3 separate regions of the Mus musculus genome follow, and all the other regions are linked to region 1. A link is a contact called in public Hi-C and promoter capture Hi-C data. All regions are on one chromosome and are shown on one strand. The core of a region is the stretch at or near the end of the contact, and the rest is flanking DNA. Distances in the headings are between cores, read along the strand shown. Region 1 holds the start of Atic (5-aminoimidazole-4-carboxamide ribonucleotide formyltransferase/IMP cyclohydrolase). Region 2 holds the start of Rpe (ribulose-5-phosphate-3-epimerase). Region 3 holds the start of Acadl (acyl-Coenzyme A dehydrogenase, long-chain).

What was found. Promoter capture Hi-C pulls out the DNA fragments that hold promoters and counts their contacts. A called contact is a pair of places that touch in the nucleus more often than the background predicts.
Region 2: a Hi-C map of CD8 T cells shows a contact between it and region 1, with 6 times the contacts expected there. The contact joins the promoter of Rpe here to the promoter of Atic in region 1.
Region 3: a promoter capture Hi-C map of liver shows a contact between it and region 1, with 1.9 times the contacts expected there. The contact joins the promoter of Acadl here to the promoter of Atic in region 1. A contact is called at or near these places in 2 of 39 promoter capture datasets (liver and pre-B cells).

What each region holds. Positions count from the first base shown.
Region 1 is chr1:71,555,617-71,558,636 of GRCm38.p6, reverse strand. Atic (5-aminoimidazole-4-carboxamide ribonucleotide formyltransferase/IMP cyclohydrolase) reads right to left here and starts at 1,481. Exons shown (of 16, transcript NM_026195.3): 1 at 1,363-1,481; 2 at 1,014-1,140. The coding sequence starts at 1,381.
Region 2 is chr1:66,699,381-66,702,400 of GRCm38.p6, reverse strand. Rpe (ribulose-5-phosphate-3-epimerase) reads right to left here and starts at 1,570. Exons shown (of 6, transcript NM_025683.3): 1 at 1,373-1,570. The coding sequence starts at 1,494.
Region 3 is chr1:66,861,779-66,864,798 of GRCm38.p6, reverse strand. Acadl (acyl-Coenzyme A dehydrogenase, long-chain) reads left to right here and starts at 1,490. Exons shown (of 11, transcript NM_007381.4): 1 at 1,490-1,626. The coding sequence starts at 1,550.

The DNA.
Region 1 (3,020 bases), core at 232-2,731:
AAAAGATATCCATACTCCAACTCACTCAAGGAGGAAGAGGCAGGAGGATCACAAGTTCAAGGCCAGCCTGGGCAACCTACAGAGACCCTGGCTCTAAGTTTTAAAAGTTTCTGAAGCAAAGCATAAAAAATGAACTAGGGATACAGCTCAGGAGTGGACTGGACATTGGGGTCAGTCTTCCATACCACCAAAAGAATACGAGAAGGCGTAACGGGGCAAGCAAATACTGGGCAGTGGCGTGGAAATATGAATGACCATCTGAGAAACATTTAAACTAGGCGATAGACAATGCAAGAACTCCTCGTACTTCATCGTAAATGCCACAGCAACAATGGCCTACCCATACCAGCTCCACAGTAACTCAACTGCACCTCACAGGAGCCTACTTGTCTGCTGTCCCTGATGCTCCGGACTCCCATAAGTCACAAGAGAATCCACTGAAGACATTTACTAAGTAAAGGCATTCTTGCTGTCTGAAGCTGTCAAATGTACAGGGGTTATGTACTGCTTACACAAACAAGAGTTATGAAGAGGTGAATAATTTACCTCTATAGGGATTCTCCACAAACCAAGAGTTATAATGGCAATGAAAACAGCCAGGGAACTAAGGTCTTTTTCCTTTTCTACCTTCCAGACCTTCAGGGTCATCTCCTGACATCTCTTGTCAAACCCTTCCCACTGTTAGTCAGGAGATGAGTGTGATCGAGCCACTGGTACTTTCTGATGGGTGAGGCTATGAAGAGGGAGATACAGATCTTCAAAGATGTTACAGTCTAACTGTGCAACCAGTCAAAGCCAGGCCATGGAACCTGAACATTCGTGTTTATTCTGCATAACACATGGCCCTCCGAAGTTAATTTGTTTGCAAACAGTGGCTGGGTGCTAGGACTCTAAAACTCAAGGCTCCCTAGTTCTAACCTAACTTCTCCCTGTGTTTTGTCAGTTTTTTGCATGGCTTTCTGGTGAATATGGTCACAACGTTTTTCTCCCTTTAACGCTACCTACTGCCTTACCTGACTGCCAGGCCAGCATCCCTGATCGCTTTTGCCGTGCCTCCGGAAGCGACCAGACTCAAACCAAGAGACGCGAGACTTCTGGCAAATTCCACGAGGCCAGTTTTGTCAGACACACTGAACAGGGCTGAAAGAGAAGGCAGTTCTCATTACTCGCGGCTTCTGGCACCGAGATCTCCCGGGGAGGACTCCTGGGAAGGGGACTCATGCAACTGCAGGCCCAGGGCCCAGCACTGGGGACACCCAGCCTGCAGGCCGGGCCCGGGGCCTCCCCAGCTCGGCCAGCGGCATGAGTGGGTGGCGGGGATGGTGCAGGCAGGACCCCTATGATGCATCGCGAGGGCCTCACCAAGCTGAGACGGAGCCATGCTGCGTTGGGTCGCGGAGTCAAGGGACGGACAGGCCACGTGCGTAGGCAGGCAGGCCGGACCCCGCGGTTCAGGAAGCAGTGGGCAGGGCGTGTCGACCCCACGTGACCCCGAGGTCCCGCCCCTCCTCCAGTGAGCTGCAGCCTAGGGTGGAAGGCGCCGCTGGGCGGGGCGGCTGCTAACTCCGGAGCCTGGGATCTGTAGCCGCGGGCTTCCTCTTTCCGAACCCAGATCTGGGCGTGGGGACTCGCGGTTCGCGCGCATCTGGGGTGCTGCTGCTGAGGTCCCGGGAGGTGGGGCCGCGGCGGCTGGAGCACTGATTGGGGGAAACTAGCGAGAGGACTAAACAGACCCTGTCTGACGATGTCAGAAAGGATTAGAGAAGCCTTCTGCTATGGTCTCCCTTTTACAGGTCTGGGAGACCTACGCATGAAGTCATTGCCTCCACAGTTGAGAGCCCCAAAGAAGTAAAATGACCGTCATTTGAAGTTTTTCATACCACATTATAAAATGGCCTGGAATTTACATCAAGATCACCATGTGTAAAATGCTCTTTTCCTTCAAGCCCAGGTGGCAGGAGTAAAGGTTTCAAGACTTAAGTTATTAAAAATAGGAATAGCAAAATTGAGCTCATCTGCTTCTTTTTAATAAAAGTGACACCTTTGGCACAAAATAAACATATCTTGCTGTATACACAGCCCTATTTTTTTTTTTTTTCCGAGACAGGGTTTCTCTATGTATTCCTGGCTGTCCTGGAACTCACTCTGTAACCAGGCTGGCTTCGAACTCAGAAATCAGCCTGCCTCTGCCTCCCAAGTGCTGGGATTAAAGGCATGTGCCACCACTGCCCGGCTAACAGCCCTATTTTTAACATTAATGTTTAGAATTAATTTTTTGATTATGTTTTCTTTTGTAATGTTCTTTAATACAATTCCAAAAAAGAACTTAAAAATTCTATAAAGGAGCCTAAAATTGTACAATTCTATAGAAAGCTTAGCTTTTTATTTCCAGTCTAGTCTCCCAATCTGTGCAAAGTCCATTTTCCTATTATTTGGATGCTAGTCTGCTTCTTGTCTTTCCTCTCTAATAGTCCAATCTCTTTTTCCTTCTCCAAATATCTATTGATCAAATATCTATCTCATTTTTCTGACCTCAGAACGTGTTAACTCCTTGCTCTGAACACCTCTCATGTTTCTAAGGAAGATATATTAGGATCATGAGAGTGTCTTCAGGATGTGTTCACAACTTTCAATGTACAGAGGTGAACAAGGTTCAGAAAGATCATTGCAAGTTTGGAGCTAGTTTGGTCCACACTTTAAGTCCCATACCTGCCAAAGAAACAGCAAGACCTTGTCTCAAAAATGTTAAACAAACAACAAAAGGTGACAGATATTAGAATAATTAGTTCCACGCATATAAGATTGTAATCAGCCTTTAGTTAGCTACTATAAGAGGGTATGAAATAGTCAAAATTCAGGAAGAACAAGTGAGTGGCTCAGTGGGCAAAGGTGTTTCCAAGAAATATTTCTCTTTATCTTATCTTTAAAATTTTATTTTAAGTATATGGGTGTTTTGCCTGCGTGAAGGTTTGTTTACATGTGTGAGCCTGGTGCTCCTGGACTTCCAGGGGACTTCCCTG
Region 2 (3,020 bases), core at 321-2,820, 4.9 Mb after region 1:
ACTCAGGAGGCAGAAGCAGGTGAGGCAAGCCTGGTCTACAGCAACATTTGTATTAGCAAAGTGAAAGCACTGGTGTCCACCCCTCCCCTCTGCATCAAGCAGGCTCATTACACCTGCAGTCTGTGCCATGCTAGGACCCCTACATTTTCTCAGGCATCGAAATCAACACCATCTCTGGGGTACACATTCCAGCCGGTCAAGGGCTTTCAAGTAAGTGTTAAGAAAAATGAGATTTAACCACGGAGAGCCAAAAGAAACAAAACTGCTATGGACAAAACAGCAGTGATGTTAAAAAGAATTAGTGTAACTGAGTGTGGGGACCCGTGCCCATAATCCCAGCATTTGGGAAGCTGAGGCAAGATTTTGAGTTTGAGGCCAGTTAAGATTTATACAGACCTTGTCTCAAAAAAACCAGAAAGAACAGCAAAACCTCCAACAAGAAACGAAACTGATGTAAATAACACATATTTGCCAATGTGACTGAGGGCAAACAGATTTTGCTTATTTGAAATAAATTTATTTTTCTATCTCACTCCCAAGGTCTTTTATAATTTTATGTAAACTTTCGGTGGGAAATGCTAGTCAAAAAGCCAAGAAGATTCAAGTTCCAAGTCTGTCACAATCTTCTGTAATCTTGAGCAAGTCCTCCAGCCTCCTTTGGGTCTAGGTTTGTTTCCTCACTTTAGAACCAACTTAGGAAACTTGTACCCTGATTCTGAGCATTATAACTACAGTGCTTAAAAATTACTTACAAAAAAACTGACCTCCCTGAAGAGCAGGGTGCCTGAAGAGAAAATAGACAGGAAAATCAGAATTCGAATGGGTTATTCGATACAACTAACAACTGCAGAGAATCTGTTACACGCCAGGCACTGGACTTGCTCGTTTCAAGTTCCCCAAGACGCGGAAGCGTTCTATGATCAATAATCCTTCCATTTTCCTCACACTGAACCCGAGTCCCAATCAAGGCTGAAGCGGCTTGCCTAAGACAAGTCGGCAAGTGGTCGAACTCCGGAAGCCCATCCAGGTGTCAAGCTGAGGCTGTCTGCCGGCTTTGTCGAGAACTAGTTAGTTATCTGAGTTCGATCGAGCAAGTCGCGCCTGTCCCGTTGGGCCTCAGTTTCTCTACGAGTTCACCAGAGGAAGATCCTGAACACTGGAGGTGGCTCCCGGGTCCTATCACCACAGGTTACGGGGTGGCGGGGAAAGGACCGGGCCCCAAAGTCAGCCAGGGCCGGCTCGGTGCCCTCGGCAGCGCGCTTGGCCAGGCAGCCCGTCGTCGCACAGGGGCGCCGTGCACCCAACAGGCGCTCGCTGAGGTGCAGCGACGCCGACCCGCGCGGCCAGCCCGCCCCGAGCCCCGCGGAGTTACCCGTCCATTACATCCAGGTGCAGGTAGTCGGCCCCCGAGTCCAGCATGCGCAGGCACTCGGCCCCCAGGTTGGCCAGGTCGCTGTTGAGGATGGACGGGCCGATCTTGCAGCCCGACGCCATGGTGCCGGTTCCCTAGAGCGAGTGAGCCCACGAGAGCCCGGGCCAGCCAAGACTCCGTCCCGATTGGGCGCGCCGCACTGGCTCCGCCCCCTCCCACCTCGCACTCTCTTCCGGACTCTGCCGGAAGCAGCTGCCCTGCGGCGAGGAAGTCCCGCCTCCTCCTGGGGGGGGGGCGTCAGCTGGCTGGCTAGGGGCGGAGCCAGGTGCAGAGCTTCTGCCTTCTGTCTTGGATTTCCAAGGATCTTCTGGCTTCTTTTCCTTTTGAAAGGGAAAATAGTTTATTGAGTACAATGTAAGAAGTTCTACGGGTTGATCAGCTAGACTACCACCTACAATGTAGGAAATTTGTTTTTATTTTTTTCTCTGTTTCATACACGTATAGCATATATTGTGATCATATTCAACCCCATTACCCTTTCTTACCCCAGCCACTCCTCCTGACCCCTTCTTCCCAATTAACTCCTCTCCTACTTAAATAACTTCACCTCACGTGTCTGTAGGTTTTGTGCAGGGAGCCACAGTTGCTTATGCAATCATTAATTGCAGCATTCCGTTGAACTTCCCCCACCCTCTGTCTCTTACAGTCCTCTCTTCTGAGATGTTCCTTAGTCAAGCTGCTGATAACTGGTGACTGCTGAGTACTCAGTGTAGGAATTTTTGCAGTAGCTGAAAGTATAACGTAAAAACAAAATTCTAGGCCTTTAGGCCCAGGCATGGGAATGTGACCTCTGTGACTTAATGATGCTAATCATAAAACAGATAGCGACATTCCTCCACCCACCCGCTTCCTGGGTTCAAAGAGTGTTCATTCAAAGAAAGTCACCCTGACCATTGCTATGCAAATGTGCTATTGTTAGGGGCTCTTAGAAACTGTCTTGAGAGATAACTGGAACAATTACCAGGTATTCCTTGTGACTCTTGTGACTTTGCACTTCCTTGGGACTCTTAACTGGTATCTTTGGTATTTTCCAACAAAGCCCTCCCCACTTCCTTGAGTTGTGGTTTCTTCCTTTAAATACCTCCTTACCCAGCTAATCGGTGTGCCACAGACCTCTACCCCTGCGTGGTGTATGACCGTGGGCCCGAGAGCCCTCTTGAATAAGTTTGCAGTAAGACCGTTTCTTGTGTGATTTGGGGTGTCGCCTCTCCTGAGTCAGAACGTGGGGGAGTCCTCACGTTGTGGGTCTTTCATAGCCAGTCTGATAGAGTTGCTATCCAGCCATAATTCTTGAAATGGATAAGTGGCGTAATGTCAAACGTATCCAGAGTCTGGGCCAGGAAAAAATGAAAAGGTACATGAAGATACACGTGGATAGAACAAGAGCAATTCCTAAAGAACAAGGATAGGGCTCTCATAGTTTTATTAAAAGCATGCTGGTAATTTAGATGCCATGGTTTCTGCAGGGGACACAGTTAGAAGACAATAGTCTTTAATATTCTGACTTGGGGATATACCAGCATTCCGGGTCATAATCCGGGCAGTGAAGTCAATTTGGCTTGCTGTCTTCCATATCTACATTTTGCTT
Region 3 (3,020 bases), core at 241-2,740, 4.7 Mb after region 1:
AGGATTGTTTAAATGTGCAGAAGTTTGGGACAGTTGTCTGCGCAATACAAAGAAACCCTGCCTCATACCCTCTAAAAAGGCATGCCTGTAGAACTCTCAAGCAATATGTGTAATACTCCTACAAGAGAAATATGGCTCAAAGGGGTTTGTGAAATCCTGGTTATTGTTCAACCTTTCATATCATTAGAATACAGCTGATCCTACACTTACAAGCTTGTTTCTTATATGTATGTGTAAGGCCTGAGTCCGATCCCCAGGAATAAGTGTACACACACACACACACACACACACACACACACACACACACACACTACTTGTTTGTTTTTATTTTATAAAAGGAAACAATAACTTCATGATAAACCAGATGAACAGGATCTTAAACAAACGTGCCTCCAGTTAGCCTTAGCAAGAATGCAACAGAGCAAGGACACACACCATTTGCATTAATTCTGCCACTAGGAAACCCGGGGAAAAAAAAAAAAAGACAAAACAAACAGCCCCACCCCCAACCAGATCAAGTTACTCCTAGAAAATAAACGACTCTTCTGAGCATTTGTAAACATAGCCCTAGGGAAGCAGAAAGACAGGTAGATCACTACCAAACCGGCTAGCCAAATCTATAAACTCCAGGTTCAGTGAGAAACCTGGAGGGCAATTGATGAAGACATCTGATAGGAACTTCTGGACTCCACATGAGTGCACGACAGACAGACGACACACATGAATGAAATGTAATCTAAAATTATTTTTTTAAATAAAAAAAGACTATGTTTTCCAGATTGTTGGTGCCGTGAAACCCTAAAGCTTTTCTTTGAAACATTTCTGTATGTCCTACTCAGTGGGCTGTCAGTAGTTGATTGCTAACACAAAATGTCTTTCACTTTCACTATTTCAGATTCCGTAACTGTTGTTATTAGAAAGGCCCCCTTGCCTCCTTAGAAATCGATGTAATGTACACATTCTTTAGAGTTCAAAACCTGTCAGGCATTTCCCATTACAAATCATCAAATCCATAAACCCAAATAATACATGTCCTTGAATTGAACCAAAACAACAACAAAAAAAGGAAACAACCATATGCGAGTTCAAGTACTATTGGAGAATTGAACCAATTGTTATTCCGTTATCAAATATACTTACTTATTTATTTTCAAAGAGTAGCTACAAACGTTTGCAAGGAAAAAAACAAAACCAAAACAAACAAAAAACCCAAACCAAATCAGCACAATCCTTTACAGTGAGTACTCATACATTTATCGACATTCAGAGAGCTTTCCGAAGTTAGAAAATTAACTCCATGCACCTTTCAGTGCGGGGGTGGGACGACTCTCCAGGGAACCCTCGCTCAGCCCTGCAGCCGGGAGGGGAGGGCGCACGGGGCGTCGCGCAGAGCCTGGCGCAGACCCCGCCCGAGCTGGCGGCACCGCCCTGCGGCCCGCAGTTGGCTGTCCCCGAGGCCCGCCCCACCGTCCCGCCGTCCGGCCGCCCCTCTGTCCGCCTGCCCCCGCCGCGGAGCCCGCCAGTCCCGTCCGCCGCCGTCCATCCCGCCATGGCTGCGCGCCTGCTCCTCCGCTCCCTGCGCGTCCTGAGCGCCCGCTCGGCGCCACGCCCGCTGCCCTCCGCCCGGTGAGTGCGGGTACAGCCTGGGGTACCGGCAGCCGGGGCGGCGGAGCTCTGGGGATGGGGTGTGACGCGCTACGGTCAAGCCGGGGCGACGCGGCCGGAGGAAGGGACCGGGCCTTCTCTCCGGAACCCGGGGCTGCCCGCTGTGGCGTGGAGAACTCGGGGTGTCCCCACCACGGTCCGCCGCGCCCCAAAAGGCAAGGCAACCCCTAATGCTCGCTCCAGGCCTGGGCCCCGCCCCACGTCCTACAGTGTCCCGTGAACTGACTTTGAAAGTGTTGTCCCAGCTTTAGCGGGAGCGATCACCCCCTGGGCGCTCTGCCACCGAGTAGTGCGACCTTTAGCCCAGTTGGAACGGAGACTGGGGACTGCCACCTGACAGTGAACTTGGGACTTGGTGTGCGGAGGCGGGGACCGGAAGACCAGAGCAACTTCAATCATCCCGACTCAGGCGTCCAGGCGTAGGCCCCATCTGATAAATTAGTTGTACACTTATTACTAAATCCTTAAACTAATTAAATGTAGAGGGATTAATGGGCAGCTCCCAAGAGCTTTAGAGACTTTTGGGGGTGTTTATACTGAGATCAAGTTTTACCTGTCTAAAAATCCATTCCTTGGATAAAGCAGACTGGAAGTGTAAAGCTTTGTTAATTATGGTGGCAGGACATTTAAATGAGCTAATTAGCACATTGTTGCGAAGTACAATACAGTGCTGTGGTAAAGCTTATCCATCCGGAGGAGACTTGGGAAAGTTCCGAGGACTTTAAGATAGGAATGCTTTTCTATTCTCCGGAGGAAGTGATGTTCTGACGCTCTTAAAATTAGAGCACCCTGAAGATGAACAGAGACACCTGCATCGGTGGCAAAGGACAGGCCAGCTGACTCATTGCTGGATGCTGCGAAAGGGTGTGTTCCTATTGTTCTAGCTTTTCTTATTTCTTTTTATGTTAATAATATTTCTGTATTTTTTTAATTAGAGAACCCCCCAAATGATCTTATTTTGATTCAAGTGTGGGAAGAAGCTCTGCCTTACAGAGGATTATTGGAGAATGGTCAGTGAGCCAGGAGCTATAGTTTTATCGTCACGGGTTTCTTAAAGGGTTATGAGTATAATGGCCAACGATCCAGTTGAAAGGCAGTCTGAGTCAGCATTTATGGAGCGAGGCCTAGGCTGAGCCCAAGAACGTTTACATCCAGCTGCCAGGGCCTGAGTGTGCCAATGGGTCATTTCATTTAGTCTGACTTTTTTTTATGTAAATGAGGCTTTAAAGCGGTGGCCCAGGCCTGTAATTCCCCCTCCACACACACTGGAGGCAGAGGCCAGGGGATCATGATGAATTTGAAGCTTCCTTGGAGCTGCTTAGTGAGACCCTGACTTAAAAGACAGAGAAAACAAC